6 separate regions of the Mus musculus genome follow, and all the other regions are linked to region 1. A link is a contact called in public HiChIP or PLAC-seq and promoter capture Hi-C data. All regions are on one chromosome and are shown on one strand. Each heading gives the region's core, a stretch centred on a gene start, on an enhancer-like site or on the middle of the called end of the contact. The rest is flanking DNA. Distances are from core to core; before and after follow the strand shown.

Region 1 (2,706 bases), core at 77-2,576:
AGAAGCAGTCGATCTTTCCCCGCTTTGGTTTTTCGAGACAGGGATCCTTTCTCTAGGCAGCCTGGCCGTCCTGGAAGTTGCTTTCTGGACTTGGCTGTCCTCCAACTCAAAGGGATCCTCCTGCCTCTGCCTCCCGGAGTGCTGAGATTACAGGCCAAGTGAGGCCGCCGGCGCCACCACTCGGTGTTAAGTCGTAATTCTTAGAAAAGTTGGTCGGTAGTATGGCGGCCAGGGTCCAAGTGCAAAGGAGCCTGGGAATTCTACGGAAAGCCATTTGCGTTGCAGTTCAACACCAAAGGAAACCATTATAGGGTGTTAAGTTAAACCACTATTCTGGATCTACTACTAAAGGACAACAGTGAACAGGGAACTCCTCAGGCAATTTGAGAACCAAGCAATCTGAAGGTTGGAATGCAGACTGTAGGAAGCAAGAGGAAGTTCTTTCCGGCTGGATGCTTGATTGGAAAATGGAGTGAGGAAACTGGAAAATTAAGTAAAGAAAATCAGTAATTTAAAAAAAAGCTGTTCTAGCCGGGCGGTGGTGGCGCACACCTTTAATCCCAGCACTTGGGAAGCAGAGGCAGGCGGATTTCTGAGTTCAAAGCCAGCCTGGTCTACAGAGTGAGTTCCAGGACAGCCAGGGGTATACAAAGATACCCTTTCTCGAAAAACAAACAAACAAACAAACAAACAAAAACAAAAACAAAACAAAGCCAAAAAAATGCTCTTCGATTTTCTTTTTCTAGAATAATCTATTGAATTTTATAGAGGTAAGTGGAGAGAAAAGGTAGGTGCCCTGTTACCTCGCTAATTTAAACATTTTCATATAAAATAGATCTAGGGAATTGAGATAAGATAAAAGCACACGAACACTTGGAACAAAATTTGAAACAGAATTTCAAGGAGATTCCAACCTGAATTCCCACTTTCCTCAATGTGCATCTACTGTGCTCCTTAATATGTTTGAAAACGTGATGGCCAATGGACCAAGGTAGCTGGTGATCGATGCAGTCTGAAAGCCAGCATTTATTTGCCAAGATCTTCACCAATTTGGAAGAGTCAAAACTCTAAATTGCTGGTTTTCAAACCCTTCCCTCCTCCCTTTCCTCATAACGAGAAAAAAGACAAATCCCAGCCATTTCATGAAACAGGACTTACCTAATGCCCACAGCGATGCGATGCGCTCTACCTATTTCCTCCTTGGTTTCCTTTCTGAAATCCCAAGAAGAAACTGCCACTCGTACCCAGAGCCACAGTGGAAATCTAGGCGGCTAGGAGTTCAGCTCCTTGGACCCCTCCCTTTTTAGATGGACGAACTCTGTTCCGGCCACACTTACGGAGTAACTAACTCCGAGCTGGGTAGGCTGGAATGCCCAATGAGAAGCGCTCAAGGTGGGTGTGGGCGGGGATGTGGGCGGGCCCCTGGCCCTTCAGGTGACCCACCCAGAGCTGTCCCCTTGTCTTGGGTCGGCGTGGAAGGGTGGGGCAAAGACTCTTGCTCAGTTATGCAAATGCCTCTTCAGAATCCCGATCGCCTGGCCTTGAGACTCAGTCACATCTCAGTACCTCTGTTACAGACTTGTAACCGAATTTACACAAGCAGAGGATGCAGTTTCTACCTACCTACCTACACACACACACACACACACACACACACACACACACACACACCGAAAACTTTCTTTACACTTTCGTCCCATCGCCACTCTAGACCCCAGCCTCTCCCGGACCCCGCTACAAAGTACACTAGTTGCCTGAACTTTTTCCAGCATTAATGTGACTGCTGGATTCCCGCAAAGCAACACAACTCACTTTGAGAGCGTGGGTCATGCAGCGTTCACCACTGACTACAAACGGTCTAGTGAAATTTAATGGTTCGTATAAATACGCCGGGCACCATTAAGACAAAAACCAAATCAATATTTAAGATCCTCTTACATTTAACCTGAGCTTTTCTGTAATTTACTTATCAGGGAGGAATCGGTCATTTATTCTAGGTTTTTTTTTTCTTCTTTTGAATAAAATTCAGTTGTGAGATCGAAAAAAATTTTTGACTGATGAAATTTTGACTATTTATGAAGTGTCTCTCATTCCTCTGAATGGAAGTAGGATAAACCTCCTGTCATCCCCGGAAGTGAGTTTGTGGCTGAAGACAGAACAAGGAACTGCTTTACTCCAGGTTTCCAGAACACTTCATTTAGGCGTTTTAAAAAATGCATTGGCAGCCGGCGTGGTCCACTCGGGAGGCAGAGGCAGGCGGATTTCTGAGTTCGAGGCCAGCCTGATCTACAAAGTGAGTTCCAGAACAGCCAGGGCTAAACAGAGAAACCTGTCTTGAAAACAAAACAAAACAAAACAAAACAAAAAACAAAAAACAAAAAACAAACAAAACACATTGGCAAATTCTCAACAAGTTCTCTGACTGCCTTTGCATGTGAGTGTGTGTGGATGTGAGTGTGTGTGTGTGTGTGTGTGTGTGTGTGTGTGTGTGTGTGTATGACAGAGAGAGAGAGAGAGAGAGAGAGAGAGAGAGAGAGAGAGAGAGAGAGAGAGAGAGAGAGAGGAGAGAGAGAGAGAGAACCCCCCTGGTTACAAAGTGAGGCCCTGTTTCAGTTTCCTCCCTTTTAGGTTATGCTTAGGTTTCAAGGAGAAAGCAGAAGGCCTTTCTTTTGCATTAGGTACTCAGAATCTGAGCCACACCCTTTT
Region 2 (2,706 bases), core at 53-2,552, 1.9 Mb before region 1:
ATTCTGCATTCTACTTTGTGTTGTGTGGTGTTTTTCAGACAAGGTTTCTCTGTGTCCATTGTTGTCCTAGAACATTCGCCTACCTCTATCTCCCAAGTGCTGGGATTTAAAGGCGTGTGCCACCCTCTGCCCTGATGTGCATTCTACTTTTATCTACTAAGTATCTATTCTAGTGGCTGGCTAATTTTCTCTCTCTCTCTCTCTCTCTCAAATTCAAAAAAGCATTTCTCCTTCTAGGAATAAAATTAAAAGAACTCCTGCTGCTCCCATTTCCAATGTCTTGCCTCTTTTCAAAATTCTTGTCATCTGGCACAGGTAAGGTGCATCCAGGTTCCTAGTTATCAAATCTGGCAACAAAACAGTCTTCAATTCTATAGCCTTTATAGAATCGATCTATGAAATGTCGCTGTCGGGCTTTGACCTAGAGGCTGAACTTAGAAATGTTTCTGGGAACAACGATGTGACCTCTGGCTACATTTTTCACTCCAGGGCTATACTTCCTCTTCTAGTAAATACAAGAATCATGTTAGTTCCTCACAGTCTCTTGCGGATATATAAAGTCTGTGGCATTGTGACTTGGTCGAGCAGCACCACGGTACAGACAGACATTCCATGCCTGGGCGTGAAGGCCACAGCCAGTACAGCCTTCTTAGGGGGGCGGGGTGGGGGTGGGTTCCCATCATCTGGGCTAAGACTGCATGTGACCCATAGCTTCCTGCGATGGTTTCTTCAGGAAAAAGCACTAGGTAACCAGGCAGAAAATACTACGGCCACCAGTCAATCGTTAGCTTTTTCTCTGGAGAGTTCCGCCTACAGTAGCTGGTAATCTCAAATATAAGATTGGAGAATGCGTGAATCCTACACAGTTGTTCTTGAAAGTTAGAACTTCCCTAAAATGTGTACTCGGTCCATACAGCAGCAAAGCCACTTAGCCCGGGGTTCACAAGCCACATTTGCACCCATACTCCGCGGGACCGAACCAGAGTTCCCCCGACGCCTCACGGAAGATACAGACCGCGAGCAGGTGTCCCTCACCCGCCCCGCCACAGCTGCGCCCACCTCCCCCTGAGCCCGCGCCTGCACCCCCATCTGTGCCTCGGCTGGAGCTCACCCACCGGCGGCACATCCTGTGCCTGGGCGCAGGTGACTGCCGCGGCTAGGACCCAGGTGAGAAGACTTTGGCCCCGCATCTTCCCAGCTGCAAGCGCCGCTCCGAGGGACTCTAGCAGCAGCTGCAGCAGGGACCACCTCCACCAGCAGCAGGCCGCACCCCAACGCGTGATCAGCGACCCTGGGCCACACCATGCACGGCAGGGGACACGCCAGAGATAGAGGCGCCGGGCCGAGTCCCTAGAGCGGAGTCCGCGCACAGGGCCGAGAGGGGCTGCGCCCCCAGCACGCCACGCAGTGGTTTCGTCCAGCCTTAGCCGCACCCCGGGGCGGGACTTCCAGTTTTCCTCTGGCCTTCACTCGTTTGGAGCGCGGGGGCCGGGGCAAGACGCTGGTGCTGGAGGATTTCTGAGGGCGGACGCCGACTGACTCGGGAGAGGTTGGCTCCTAGGCGTCGCGGTTCCTGAGCCCACCAAAGGGACAGAGTTTCAGAGCATAGCGTCAGACCTAGTTTGCCTTCTGGGGAAGGCTGGCTCCAAGTGAGTCACTCAATCCATCCATCCTGCCCGAGGGATCACAACCAGAGAGGACAAGTGTCAGGGTCAGAAGTTTCATCTCTCGGGTACTCTAGGTACTTAAGGCACTGCTAAATCCTAGGATTTAGATTTTAGTTTCTTGCTGTTATGTCCGGGGTTGGAGAGGTTGAAGGGGTGGGACCTTCATCGATGTATTTGTCGCCGCGTTACTCAACTCCTGTTTTCCTTTAGCTCGTGAGAAGCCAGTTGGTCCAGCGGACCTAAACCTAGGACAGGTACTTGGTACTTCATAGTCTACTTTGAAAAGCAGATAAAAGTGAAATACTTGCTTGGCTTTTACCTTGGACAAGGCTCTCCATAATAGGATGAGTTATCTAGAATCCAACAGGAAAAAAATGCCTCTAGATTTACATTTTCTGCTTCGACGACAGGCATCTCAAGAAGTTTGGAGGCTTTTAAAAAAATGCTTCTATAAAACTCACTCAGGACCATTAAAATCCTATTTTAATTCTCACCCCCGACTCCTGTGCTGGGGATCCGAGTATTTTTCCTTTTTGGTGTAAAAAACACCTAAATTTGGAGGCAAATGATAAATAAGTTGGCTTTTGTTTGTTTGTTTTTTGTTTGTTTGTTTTTGAGGAAGTTTAGATGTTGATACACAACACAGGATTAAGAAACACTTAGAGGGCCGGGCGGTGGTGGCGCGTGCCTTTAATCTCAGCACTTGGGAGGCAGAGACAGGCGGATTTCTGAGTTCAAGGCCAGCCTGGTCTACAAATTGAGTTCCAGGACAGCCAAGACTATACAGAGAAACCCTGTCTCAAAAAAAAAAAAAAAACAACAACAACAACAACAAAACAAAACAAAAAAAAACAAACAAACAAAAAAAGAAATCTTACTTAGGTAAGCAAGATTGGAAAATACTTACTTTTTGAAGGGGGACACTGAGGACTGTTTTAGACAGCAACCTGAGGCAGAAAGCTGTCTTCAGTCACTGACTCTGGCGTTTCAAACCTGCCTAGACAAGATAGCAAGATTTCATCTCCAAAATAAAACAAAA
Region 3 (2,706 bases), core at 130-2,629, 1.9 Mb before region 1:
TTTAATGGTTGGTTAAACAGTCTCCTTTGGAGTGGCAAAATGCTTACTGACTAAATAGTGGTGAACTCGTAAATATACTAAACCCCACTAGCTGTACACTTTAAAAGGAGTTTATGGCTTATGAATTACAGCTCCATAAATGGAAACACGAGGAGAGATCTTAGGGGAAAAGTGATTATTCAGAGTGCTTACAACAAATTCTGAGCCTTGCTGTGGTTGCAGCCCAAGCCTTTAATCCCAGCACTTGGGGGTTGGTGGGGTGGGGGAGGTGAGGCAGGTGAGTGTCTGAGTTCATGGCTATCCTAGTCTACAGAGTTAAGTTCCAGGACTACACAGAGAAACCTTGTCTCAAAAAAACAAAGAACCAATCATGGAAACATGGAAAGCACTACATAGGTTTTAATAACTGCTGTCTTAACTTCTTTGTATTTTATCGACAACATCTTCAGAAGCAAATTCTAAATTTTAAACAGTTTCAGATTCGGTCAGGATAAAGCTCCGAGCTCATTCAGCACGAAGCTCGCTGACAAGTACCTGTTGAAACTGCTTCAGCGGTGATACAGGAAATAAAGTGTTCAACTTTGGCTAGATCCTTCAAGAGGACGGAAATAGGATCGGGCAAGATATCTTTCTCTATAGGGCTAACTATAAATCACACCCACATGCCTCCACTTGGCTGTTATATTCTGAGTTGGCTGTCTCATTCAGTTCTCATAACTCTTTTTTATAGTCTCGAGGAACAAGAACCAGCGTCTAATAAATCAGCAAACGAACCATCAACCCATCACCGGTGCGAATTCAAGGTCCCGACTCACACTATGATGCAGCTTTGCCTGCCCCCTACATATTACACTGCAGAGAATCAGGGCGTTTTTGTTTGTCCGCTTGCTTTTTCCATTTGCAGGAAAGACCGGTGGAAAAAAAAACTTTCCTTAAAGCAAGTTATCAAGGCAGGCAGGGGGAGGCCTGGGGGGGGGGGCAAAAGTAGGACTCCTGGTCTCTCCGTTTCGGGGGATCCCCGGCCACGCAGCGTCAGCTAAGAAGTGTCGGGGAGGCTGTCCACGCAGGTCTGAGTGTCCTGGGTGGCTTGGCTACCCCGTCCCTTGAGCCCCGGGGATGGATGCACTGAGAACCGCGCCTCCCTCCCGAGCGCCGCCTCACCTCTTGGCTTTAGTGCCCTTGAGCACGAGTTTGGTGGACTTTACATAGGAATATTCGGCCATGGCCCGGCTCGCTGAAGTGGCAGCCTCTGGCAGAGCTTCCGTAGGACTGGGAGGAGGAGGAAGTGGCTCTAACGGCCGGAGCTGAGCGAGTCCCCGAGGAACTCTCGGTCTTCTTCAACCCAAGGCTACGATTCTCCGGCTTCCTGTTTACTGCTTCCGATGCACTACGGCGGCCGTGGAGGGTCCAATCACGTCAGCGTTCCTGCGGCGAAGTCCCGGATGTTCGCGGTTTTTTTTCCCCCCCAAACCAGGCAAAACTTATAGAGACGCCCCCTGGTGGAAGCGAAGGTATCCAACAGTTTCCTGCTGCCGAGGTTGTAAAGACCATACCTGGATTGGATGAGCCAGATGTTGAAAGGATCAAATCTATCTGCCCACTCTCTTTGCAGCGGACATCGCACCAAGTACCCGGCAACCCGCCAGACTGGGCCTGCACAGAGAAACCGAGATGTGTGTTCTGTGGAGGCGTGGGTCACAGCCTTGGCTTCGGGCAACTTTATCAACGACTCTGGCTCCAGAGTTGTTAGTTGTGTTGTACATGTTTTACTCGTGTATTGTGTATGAGTAACACACAAGAAACAATTGAGGAATGATACAATGTATAGTTGCTAACTACTGGTTTCTATCGCAAGTGCTGAAGAGACTTTGGTCTCCACACCGAATACTGTCTTTCCCTGTAGTCTTGATCCAGCCAAGTGCGTATTCCTTTTGCCTCCTCCAATCTTCCCCGCAATGTTATAACTCCCTTCCATTACAAACAATGCACCGCTGATACAGCTTCTGTGTGATCTTTGGTTTTTGTGAAAGAAACATGAATGCTGTTAGAATCAAAAAATGGAATGGCTTTGTCAACACTTGACAAATATAAAACACTTTTGAAGGAATGATTGATGGCAGCTCTGGCAAGGGATGACGTGCAAAGATATTCTAGGTCTGTGTGATCTGGCTGGAATCCAGACACACACTTAGTACACACCTTTAATCCTAAACAACGATGTCTAATTGAGGGGCAAACAAAGTGGTGAATCAGAGGGAGATTTGACAGAATATGCTCAACGCTCATCTGAGTGGCACAAGAGAGAGAAGCTATTCAGGTCAGGGGCAAGTTCAGTCTTTAGCGCTTGTCAGTCAGTGGGGAGTCAGAGTGGCGAGTACAGTACAGTGGAGTTGAGTGAGTTCCTTCATGAGCTCCTGCAGTTCAGTGAAGGTCAGCAGAGGCAGTTAAAGCCAGAGAATGAGAAGCCAGAAGATTAGAATAGATTACCAGAGTTAGTTTGAGGGCAAGCAGAGCAACTCAGGAGACACGGAGAGAAGCCAGATGAAAATCAGTCAGCTTGGAGAGGAGTTGAAGCCAGAATAGATTAGCTGAATCAGCCAGCCAGAATTTAGAAAGGAGTGGAAAGGGTGAGTTTATTCAGCAGCAAGCCTCTGAGATGGCGATTACATCTAGCAAATAGAAGATATTTTTGACAAAACTATCACA
Region 4 (2,706 bases), core at 146-2,645, 1.7 Mb after region 1:
AGGCGTGCTTGAGCTTGAGGCCGGTCTGGGTAGTGCTGGAATTATTTTATTCTTCATTTTTGAAATAGTCATATAGTAATCTCCCGAGTAATGGTTTGAGGATTTGTGATTAAGTCAGGGCCTCTCACTGAGCCTGGAACTCACAGAATGGGTAGCACTACCTGGTCAGCAAGCCCCAAGACCCTTCTGTCTCTGCCTCCCCAGCCCTGGGATTTATAGGCATAGACTTCTGCATGGTTTTTAATGTAGTTATTGTTGATCTGAACCCAGGTCCTCATACTCACCTACCAAGCGCCTTATCAATTGAGCTACCTTCCCGGCCCTACCAGTCTGTTCTTAACTTCGTCTTTCCATGTCTTAAGAGTTGTAGTTTTTTGGTCTCTGAACTGATGAATCAGCAACAGCTTTTCTTAGTCTTCGAACTGAGCTCACTGTTTTCAAGAGCCTTGATTGTTTCCTATCTGCTTAAAATAGCGTCCTCCAGATAACCCGCCACCACCAAGGTTGGGAAATCTTGGTAGGGTGGTTTGTTTGTATGCTGCCTGCCTAGATTCCCTAACCTTGATTACTTCTCTTAGCACCCATTTGCACGCTATCTTTTGTCATTAAAATATCAAATTAGAACTCCTCAGTTATGTAAATAATTTCATTTACCTAAGAAAACTGGGAGATCAGAAAACCTATGCAGGACCCCTACCGGTGACCTCTGTTTGAACAAAGGCTCCCGGGTCTGTGTAATCAAACCTTGCAGTGAATTGAGATCATTGGAGATAGCTGAAGTAATCTGAGATGTTTGCTAGCATAAAACGTGGTGGTCAGGGTTTCTATCTACTAAGTAACCAAGCAGTGTTTCTGAAGCAGTCCATGACTTGCTTAGATTCACCCAGAAGTGTTTGAATTCTGATAAATTTTGGGATTTAACAGCAAAAATGAGTATTTTGGATAGTTCCTGTACATTCTTTCTTTTCAATATGTAAGTAACTTTGAGTTTTTTTAAATTGAGAAATTGCTTTATTAAAGTTAAAAGAAAAAATCCCTGCCACACATCTGGTCAAAAGTTCTAGCCATAAAAGAAAGAAGGCGGTGGGAGCTGACCCAGCCCCATTAGCACAAGTGTCCAAAGCAAGTGGAATTTTTATTTGTTCGGTTGGCACTCCGTTCTCGTGGAACACGCCTTACTTTTTTGCACAGCTGAATTGCGTATGGATCTTAGATTTTATTTTTAGAGAATCAGTTGCCGGTCCTTTTCTGCATTTAAATTCTGTTTTGTAGGAGCCCGAGCGGGCTCAGGGAAGGGGAGGCCTGCTCCCTTCTGCTCTCTTCCAGCTTGTGCACTCTAGGACTGGGAGACAACTGGCCGTCTTGGCAGGAGCTCTGTGTGTGCAGTGAGCTGGGCGGTCTGGAGAGGGGCAGGCCCGAGCTCATTCCATTCCTTCTTTAGCAAGGAGCCTGGGAGGCTGGCACAGGCCCGCCTGTTTCAACTGACATTTCACTCCCTGAATGGGGCTTTGTCTTCATACTGAAACATAACTTTTTCATACACACGCTCTAAGCGGTCGTTAGTCGGCTTAGGGAAACCTGTACGTTGCCCTCACCTTTTACATTCTTGAGATTTCTTCAGTGTGTTGATAAGGCCTTCAGTTAACCCTTAGTGAAACAGTGCTTTAATTCATATCAGTAGAGATACTTCTTTGGCACAAGTTAGAAAATGTCAAGTGGAGGAACTAATTAATGTCTGCCCACAGTTCTAACCCCCCAGTGCCTCAAGATGGAGCTAGGCCGTGATTATTGTGTAAGATCATGGGAGAGAGCTGTGATCTACTAAGATGGTAAAATTCAGCGTTCTCCTTCTTAAACACTTCTTGACCCTGCTGGTCTGGCGAATGAATTTTCACTTAATTATTTCCTCCCCGAGACCCCGTCTTTCTCTTCTGAGTTCCTTGGCCGCCTGGCACATGGTAGGAACTTCATGTTGGTCACATGCATTAGGCCAAGTGGCATTCTTGTGAGCTCTACATTATTTCCAGCCAAACTCAAGATTCAATAAACAGCATGAGGTGCTGCTGTTGACGAGGAAGATAAAGCATGCGGTAGTTTTCAAATCTCTGATAGGTCACCGCTGAGGACTGAATTCGGACTGACAGGGAATCTATTTCTTTCCCAAAGCGTTTTTTTCTTAATTTGTCACTTTTGTTTTTTGTTTTTTTTATTTTTGGTTTTTCGAGACAGGGTTTCTCTGTGTAGCCCTGGCTGTCCTGGAATTCACTCTGTAGACCAGGCTGGGCTCGAACTCAGAAATCCACCTGCCTCTGCCTCCCAAGTGCTGGGATTAAAGGCGTGCCCCACCACACCCGGAAATTTGTATAAACTTAAAACTGGCTTATGATTCAGAACTCAGGATCCGATACTTCCCGCTTAATATTTTAACATTAGTATTGTATTCCCAGTTATCTCATGATATCTGTCCTACTATTAATACAGGATATCATTTTAGTGTGAGTATAGTCTGCGCAACGTAGGGAGATGCTGTGGTACGACGTATAGTAACTTTGTGGTGTTTGTGGTGGAGCGCTGCAGAGTTCTCTTCCGTTGCAGGCTTTTCCTTCTTTGTCTTCGTGGGATTCACTCACCTGTATCCCCTGAGCCTCCTTAATCGGCTCCTCAGCCTTTAGTTGGGTTCTTCAGGTCAACCATGTTGCTTCTCTG
Region 5 (2,706 bases), core at 81-2,580, 1.6 Mb after region 1:
GCAAAGGGCGAGCTTCTGCACTGTGCTGTCAGCACTGGGGGGTGGGGAAGCACACTGAATTTTTTTTCCACCTCCCCCAGGGATGAATTTGCTGGGGTGATGAAGAACAGCTGGTGGGAACAGAGCCCTGTTCTCTGGCCCGATCTCAGCCCCGTGGACCTGACCTACCTTCCCACTTGTTTAAAGGCTGCCCTTTGTTCGTGCTCCCTCTTTTGCTCCTCAGTGACTCTCTGCCCTTCCCGCAGCTCTGCATCCTTCCTACTTTGCCTTGATGCGTTGATGTTTCAGCTTCTGTGCGTGTGTAGCTCCTTTCACTGGGGACGCCCTTGGGACAGGTTGTGAGGGGTTTTGAAGATACCAGGCCCTCGAACAAGGGGTCATTGACAACCCTGATGGTAAAATGTCAGTGCTCAGAGATTTGCTTCTCTGCCGTAGTCAGAGCTGTTGCCTGTCAAGCTCCTGAATTCAGGTTTTCCTGTTATAAAATGACCTTTGACTGTATGCTCAGGTTGGTGTTTAGAAATTACTTCACTGCAGATTTGACGGTAATGGTTACTGTAATTCCTTTAAATAGCTTTGCAGTACTAAGTGAGACAATGAGGGAGTGCTGTAGGGAGTGAACTTAATTATTTTTATGAAGAAATAATTCCAGGATAAATTTGTGAGATCAGATTACAAGCTATCATTACATATGGTCCTGTGAGAGCACCGTTTAGGACTTTTTCTGAGCGACCCTGCATGTTTCCAATCCTGTGTTAGCACAAGGTTATAAGCTTCCAAGGCTTGGTGAAACATGCAATGGGAGACTGAGGCAAGAGGGCTAGGGGTTCAAGTCCATCCTTGACTACATAGTGAGCTTGAGGCTGGCCTGGGTTACGTGAAATTATGTCTCAAAAGAATTTTTCCTGCCAGAAAATTAAGTTTATATGATTTTGAGGATGTAGTTCTTGGTGTGTGAGAGGAGGCATTCCTTGTCTGCTTTTTTCAAAAACTGATGTCTGTGTTTGGCCTGAAGACGTAAGTTTAACAATCAAATTCAGGGTTGGAGAGATGGCTCAACGGTTAAGAAGAGAGTTGCTCTTGCAGAGGACCTGTTCCCAGGCGTACACTGATGCTGATGCGCATGAAAACAATAACAAAAGAAAGATAGCTGTCAGACATTCTTCTAGAGTTGTTAGAGTGTTGATGTTGGTGTTGGGAAGTGCTTACTCATAGTCAGTGTGGGTGGGGAATGCTTGATGCATAAGGCTTATATTTACAATTTATTCTTTCCCCTCCAGCAAGTGACACTCTTTTTTTTCTTCTTCTTCTATTACAGGTGGCCAGGAGTTAAAAAATGGGGAGACACTTGACCTTGCTTCTGCTTCTGCTCCTCTTCCTCCAGCAGTTTGGAGACAGTGATGGCAGCCAAAGACTTGAACCCACCCCTCCTATCCAGTTTACACACTTCCAGTACAATGTCACTGTGCACGAGAACTCGGCAGCGAAGACCTATGTTGGCCACCCCAGAAAGATGGGCATCTACATCTTAGACCCCTCGTGGGAGATAAGGTACAAAATCGTCTCAGGAGACAGCGAAAACCTGTTCAAAGCGGAAGAGTATGTTCTCGGAGACTTCTGCTTTCTAAGGATAAGAACCAAAGGAGGGAATACCGCCATCCTGAACAGAGAAGTGAGAGACCATTACACGCTGATCGTCAAGGCAGTGGAGAAAGCCACCGATGCTGAGGCCCGAGCGAAGGTTCGGGTACAAGTGCTGGATACAAACGACTTAAGGCCCTTATTCTCCCCCACCTCCTACAGCGTCTCTTTGCCGGAAAACACAGCCATAAGGACCAGCATCGCAAGAGTCAGTGCCACGGATGCGGACATTGGGACCAATGGCGAATTTTACTACAGTTTTAAAGACAGAACTGACGTGTTTGCTATCCACCCGACCAGCGGCGTCGTTGTTTTGACTGGCAGGCTTGATTTCCTAGAGACCCAGCTCTATGAGCTGGAGATTCTGGCTGCGGACCGGGGGATGAAGCTGTACGGTAGCAGTGGGGTCAGCAGCCTGGCCAAGCTGACAGTTCACGTGGAGCAGGCCAACGAGTGCGCGCCCATCATAACCGCGGTGACGTTGTCGCCCTCTGAGCTGGACAAGGACCCAACCTACGCCATCATCACCGTGGAGGACTGTGATCAGGGTGCCAACGGGGAGATAGCGTCTTTGAGCATCGTGGCTGGCGACCTCCTTCAGCAGTTTAAAACAGTGAGGTCTTTCCCAGGGAGTAAAGCATTCAAAGTGAAAGCCGTCGGGGCCGTCGACTGGGACAGCCATCCTTACGGCTACAACCTGACATTGCAGGCTAAAGACAAAGGGACTCCTCCCCAGTTTTCCCCCGTGAAAGTTGTTCACATCATTTCTCCACAGTTCAGAGCTGGCCCTGTCAAGTTTGAAATGGATGTTTACAGAGCCGAGATCAGTGAGTTTGCCCCTCCACATACACCCGTGGTCCTGGTCAAAGCCATTCCTAGTTATTCCCATTTGAGGTATGTTTTTAAAAGCGCTCCTGGAAAACCTAAATTCGGTTTGAATCACAACACGGGTCTCATTTCCATTTTAGAACCCATTAGAAGGCAGCACACATCCCATTTTGAACTCGAGGTGACAACAAGTGACAAAAGAGCCTCCGCCCGAGTGGTGGTCAAAGTTTTAGGTAC
Region 6 (2,706 bases), core at 109-2,608, 1.6 Mb after region 1:
TCTTTAATGGGCAGGACTAAGAACATTTAAAAAAAAAAAGAAAAAAGAAAAATGTGAAATCATGTTTAAAGTGCACACACAGTAACTTTTATTAAACTTATACATGCATAAGGTCTTGACAGGTTATCTACATAGATGCTATATTCAGGGAATACACATGACAACCTGATCCACAAAAATGCCCAGATTCCTGGGAGATGACCATAGGCAGTGGAAGCAATTCTAAAGTATTATGCTAGAAATGATGTAGCAATGACAAGACTATTTTCACGCATAGGATGTTGACACTCTTGGCTTGTCACTTGTCTGCCAAGACCTGAAAGGCAGAAGTAGCCGTGAGCCCATGAAGTAACGGCGAGCCCACGAAGCACCCCTTCGAGTGGTAAATCCTATTGCAAGATAAAAAGCAGCCTCCTTCTTATCGTCCCTGTTTCACACTTTGGGCAATAACTAATGCACAGAGTTAACACGGTGAGTGCCTGTCTTCTTAATGAGCCAGCAAGCTCCCCTTGAACTTGAACTCTATTCTATAGCATTTGTGTGTGTGTCGCTGTAACTGGATCAATTATCACAAGATGAACTCACTTTCATTGCTTTTTTTCCTTTCTTCCCACCCTGCTTCATTAGCGACTTTTAGAGGGCATGGGCTTCGGAGTTACGCGGTGATCTCATTAACACAGCTCTCTTCAATGGGATCCCTCAGTTCATTAATCTCCAGTAAAAGTAACCTACTTAGGATAGAGTTGACATAGCCTAGAGTCACTTAACATAGTGGTATAGCAATCCAATAACACACATCCCAACCTAAATTTGTGCAAAGGAAAAATCTTGTTTCCTCTAGTCTTTTAGCTTAACTCCTAGACTTAATGTGTCCACTATATTGATGAAACCCATCAACCTGTTATCTGACTCAGATGGTGCTATTTCTAATTTTCATCATGATACTAGAGACCGGAACAACAGCCTGGTGGTAGTGGTGGTGGCACACACCTTTAGTGCCAGCGCTCAGGAAGCAGAGGCAGGCAGATCTCTGTGAGTTTGAGGCCAGCCTGGTCTACAGAGTGAGTTCCAGGACAGCCAAGGTGACACAGAGAAACCCTGTTTCTAAACAAACAAATAAACAAAAAGAAAAGAAATTTAAAAGAAAGGAAAGAAAGTGGATCAAGAGGTCACCAGAAATTATCTTCCATCCCCTCTCTACTCATACCTTGTGTTCTAATCTCAAGAGACTGGCCTGTTCCAATGTAACTTCCTTGTTGTTTGGTTTCCATGGTGAAATCAGATGGATGATGAAGACAGGAGTCTGTTTCTTTCCTGTGACATTACTTTAAACTGGTCATGACCTTGAGTGCTGAGTCACTGCCGTCTCAAGGCGGTAGGTAGGCTGGGACTCTTCCTTTTTACTTTGAGCCCCTCCCTCCAGGGTGTGCTTGAGACTCAGCAGGTACAATAATCAAGATGGCGCATTGTCCCCTGAGAGTCCCTTTCAATGGTGGCTTTTATGCTTCCGCATTGCTCAGGATCACCGGAAGAGCTTATTAAAACAGACTGCTGACCCTTGCCCCTGAAGTTTTGGATCCAATTCTCTTTGGTGAGGCTGGAGCATTTGTGCTTCTAACACAGTCTTAGAAAGTGCTGACTCTGCTCGTCTGAGATCAGACTTAAGAATCAATTAGAAAACGCTGTTCTGTAGAAACACCTTTGTTTACAAGCCAAATAGCAGGTGGCTAAAACTGCCCAGGAAACCACTCCCCCACTTGCAAACAGCTGGTTTGAGAAATAATTAATAGTACTGCATCTATCTGTTGGGGTCTCAACTGGAAACAGATGGCACATTGCAAATAGGGCAAAGTCCCTTCAACCAATCAGAAAACATGCATGCCTCTCTGGGCTTTGCCATTTTGTACTAAAGACCTAGGCACATAGAATAAAAAAAAAATAATAATTAAATTCCCCCATCTCCATGTGCACTTGCTTAAAGCCACAAGACACAAGGGCAGTGTCTGAGTTTACAACCATCTATCTGGACATGAGCTGAATGGCTCAGGAGGAAGCCAAGCTGTACTTTCTGCATTTTAGAGTCTCTCTTCCCAAGAGTAACCTCATCGCCTTACCTTCTCCATGACAGGAATTTGTCTTCACTCAAAGCGTGCCTCTCCTGAGTTTAAGTTTCTAGGAAAGCTTTTCCTTAGCAGCCCTACTTCCTCCGGCCCATTTCTCTACGACCTACAGCAACAGCTCTTGTTTCTTCAGCACATGCACAGAGTACTTTCCTTTCCATTTCTGGGTGAGAGGTTATATGCACTCTGGCTACCTTCCATTTCTTCACATTCCTGTCAAAGGCATATTAAACCAATGCACCGAGATGAGTCTTCATTTCATGCACCAGTGTCTTCCCGAGTCACCGCCATTCTTTTTAAAAACAAATGTCCTACTTCATATACACCCCCACCTCAACTACAGATTGGTTAGTGTTCTAGTTCCGAGCAAGTTCTTCGCCATTTCTTACCCCATTCTATGTTTCTAAGGACCTATCGTACTGTTACAGGCAGCATGGTACCTACATGGTAGAGAAGTCCACGGTGTGTCTATGCTTTAATGGGCACGCTTTCCTGTTGCTGCACATGTGTGTGCTTCCTTATAGATGTGGCCTGAGTTTCTCCTGGGTACATAGAGACTTATTTTCACAATGCTCAATTGTTTCCA

What was found. Promoter capture Hi-C pulls out the DNA fragments that hold promoters and counts their contacts. HiChIP or PLAC-seq counts read pairs in DNA pulled down with a chosen protein or histone mark.
Region 2: a promoter capture Hi-C map of embryonic stem cells shows a contact between it and region 1, with 4 times the contacts expected there. The contact joins the promoter of Asah1 here to the promoter of Zfp42 in region 1. A contact is called at or near these places in 3 of 39 promoter capture datasets (embryonic stem cells, hippocampal neurons and stem cell-derived epiblast-like cells) and 5 of 115 datasets of contacts at active chromatin or transcription factors (embryonic stem cells and stem cell-derived neural progenitor cells).
Region 3: a contact with region 1 is called in an H3K27ac HiChIP or PLAC-seq map of embryonic stem cells, with 6 times the contacts expected there. The contact joins the promoter of Frg1 here to the promoter of Zfp42 in region 1. A contact is called at or near these places in 5 of 39 promoter capture datasets (cranial neural crest, embryonic stem cells and hippocampal neurons) and 6 of 115 datasets of contacts at active chromatin or transcription factors (embryonic stem cells and stem cell-derived neural progenitor cells).
Region 4: a contact with region 1 is called in an H3K27ac HiChIP or PLAC-seq map of embryonic stem cells, with 13 times the contacts expected there. The contact joins the enhancer-like site here to the promoter of Zfp42 in region 1. A contact is called at or near these places in 6 of 39 promoter capture datasets (the 3T3-L1 cell line, cranial neural crest, embryonic stem cells and 2 more), 1 of 484 Hi-C or Micro-C datasets (embryonic stem cells) and 12 of 115 datasets of contacts at active chromatin or transcription factors (embryonic stem cells and stem cell-derived neural progenitor cells).
Region 5: a contact with region 1 is called in an H3K27ac HiChIP or PLAC-seq map of embryonic stem cells, with 7 times the contacts expected there. The contact joins the promoter of Fat1 here to the promoter of Zfp42 in region 1. A contact is called at or near these places in 7 of 39 promoter capture datasets (the 3T3-L1 cell line, cranial neural crest, embryonic stem cells and 4 more), 4 of 484 Hi-C or Micro-C datasets (embryonic stem cells and uterus), 14 of 115 datasets of contacts at active chromatin or transcription factors (the NIH/3T3 cell line, differentiating embryonic stem cells, embryonic forebrain and 5 more) and 1 of 9 other capture datasets (embryonic stem cells).
Region 6: an H3K27ac HiChIP or PLAC-seq map of embryonic stem cells shows a contact between it and region 1, with 5 times the contacts expected there. The contact joins the enhancer-like site here to the promoter of Zfp42 in region 1. A contact is called at or near these places in 4 of 39 promoter capture datasets (the 3T3-L1 cell line, embryonic stem cells, hippocampal neurons and 1 more), 4 of 484 Hi-C or Micro-C datasets (embryonic stem cells and uterus) and 12 of 115 datasets of contacts at active chromatin or transcription factors (the NIH/3T3 cell line, differentiating embryonic stem cells, embryonic forebrain and 4 more).

Annotation. Positions count from the first base shown.
Region 1 is chr8:43,305,683-43,308,388 of GRCm38.p6, forward strand. It overlaps Zfp42 (zinc finger protein 42), which reads right to left and starts at 1,327. Exons shown (of 4, transcript NM_009556.3): 1 at 1,159-1,327.
Region 2 is chr8:41,373,395-41,376,100 of GRCm38.p6, forward strand. Asah1 (N-acylsphingosine amidohydrolase 1) reads right to left here and starts at 1,303. Exons shown (of 14, transcript NM_019734.3): 1 at 1,116-1,303. The coding sequence starts at 1,190.
Region 3 is chr8:41,415,739-41,418,444 of GRCm38.p6, forward strand. Frg1 (FSHD region gene 1) reads right to left here and starts at 1,380. Exons shown (of 9, transcript NM_013522.3): 1 at 1,162-1,380. The coding sequence starts at 1,223. It overlaps Gm50494 (a long non-coding RNA gene), which reads left to right and starts at 1,388. Exons shown (of 2, transcript XR_003947538.1): 1 at 1,388-1,511; 2 at 1,613-1,997.
Region 4 is chr8:44,978,851-44,981,556 of GRCm38.p6, forward strand. All of the region lies in intron 1 of Fat1 (FAT atypical cadherin 1), which reads left to right. Among named protein-coding and RNA genes, the nearest start is that of Fat1, 30 kb to the left of the region's middle. Within about 2 kb of position 1,396, at least 130 of the 459 cell types and tissues checked have an H3K27ac peak or open chromatin away from gene starts, as enhancers often do. A contact at or near this core is called in embryonic stem cells and stem cell-derived neural progenitor cells, where this site is marked.
Region 5 is chr8:44,948,878-44,951,583 of GRCm38.p6, forward strand. It overlaps Fat1 (FAT atypical cadherin 1), which reads left to right and starts at 1,331. Exons shown (of 26, transcript NM_001081286.2): 1 at 1,331-2,706. The coding sequence starts at 1,337.
Region 6 is chr8:44,919,208-44,921,913 of GRCm38.p6, forward strand. No RefSeq gene overlaps it. Among named protein-coding and RNA genes, the nearest start is that of Fat1, 30 kb to the right of the region's middle. Within about 2 kb of position 1,359, at least 12 of the 459 cell types and tissues checked have an H3K27ac peak or open chromatin away from gene starts, as enhancers often do. A contact at or near this core is called in embryonic stem cells, where this site is marked.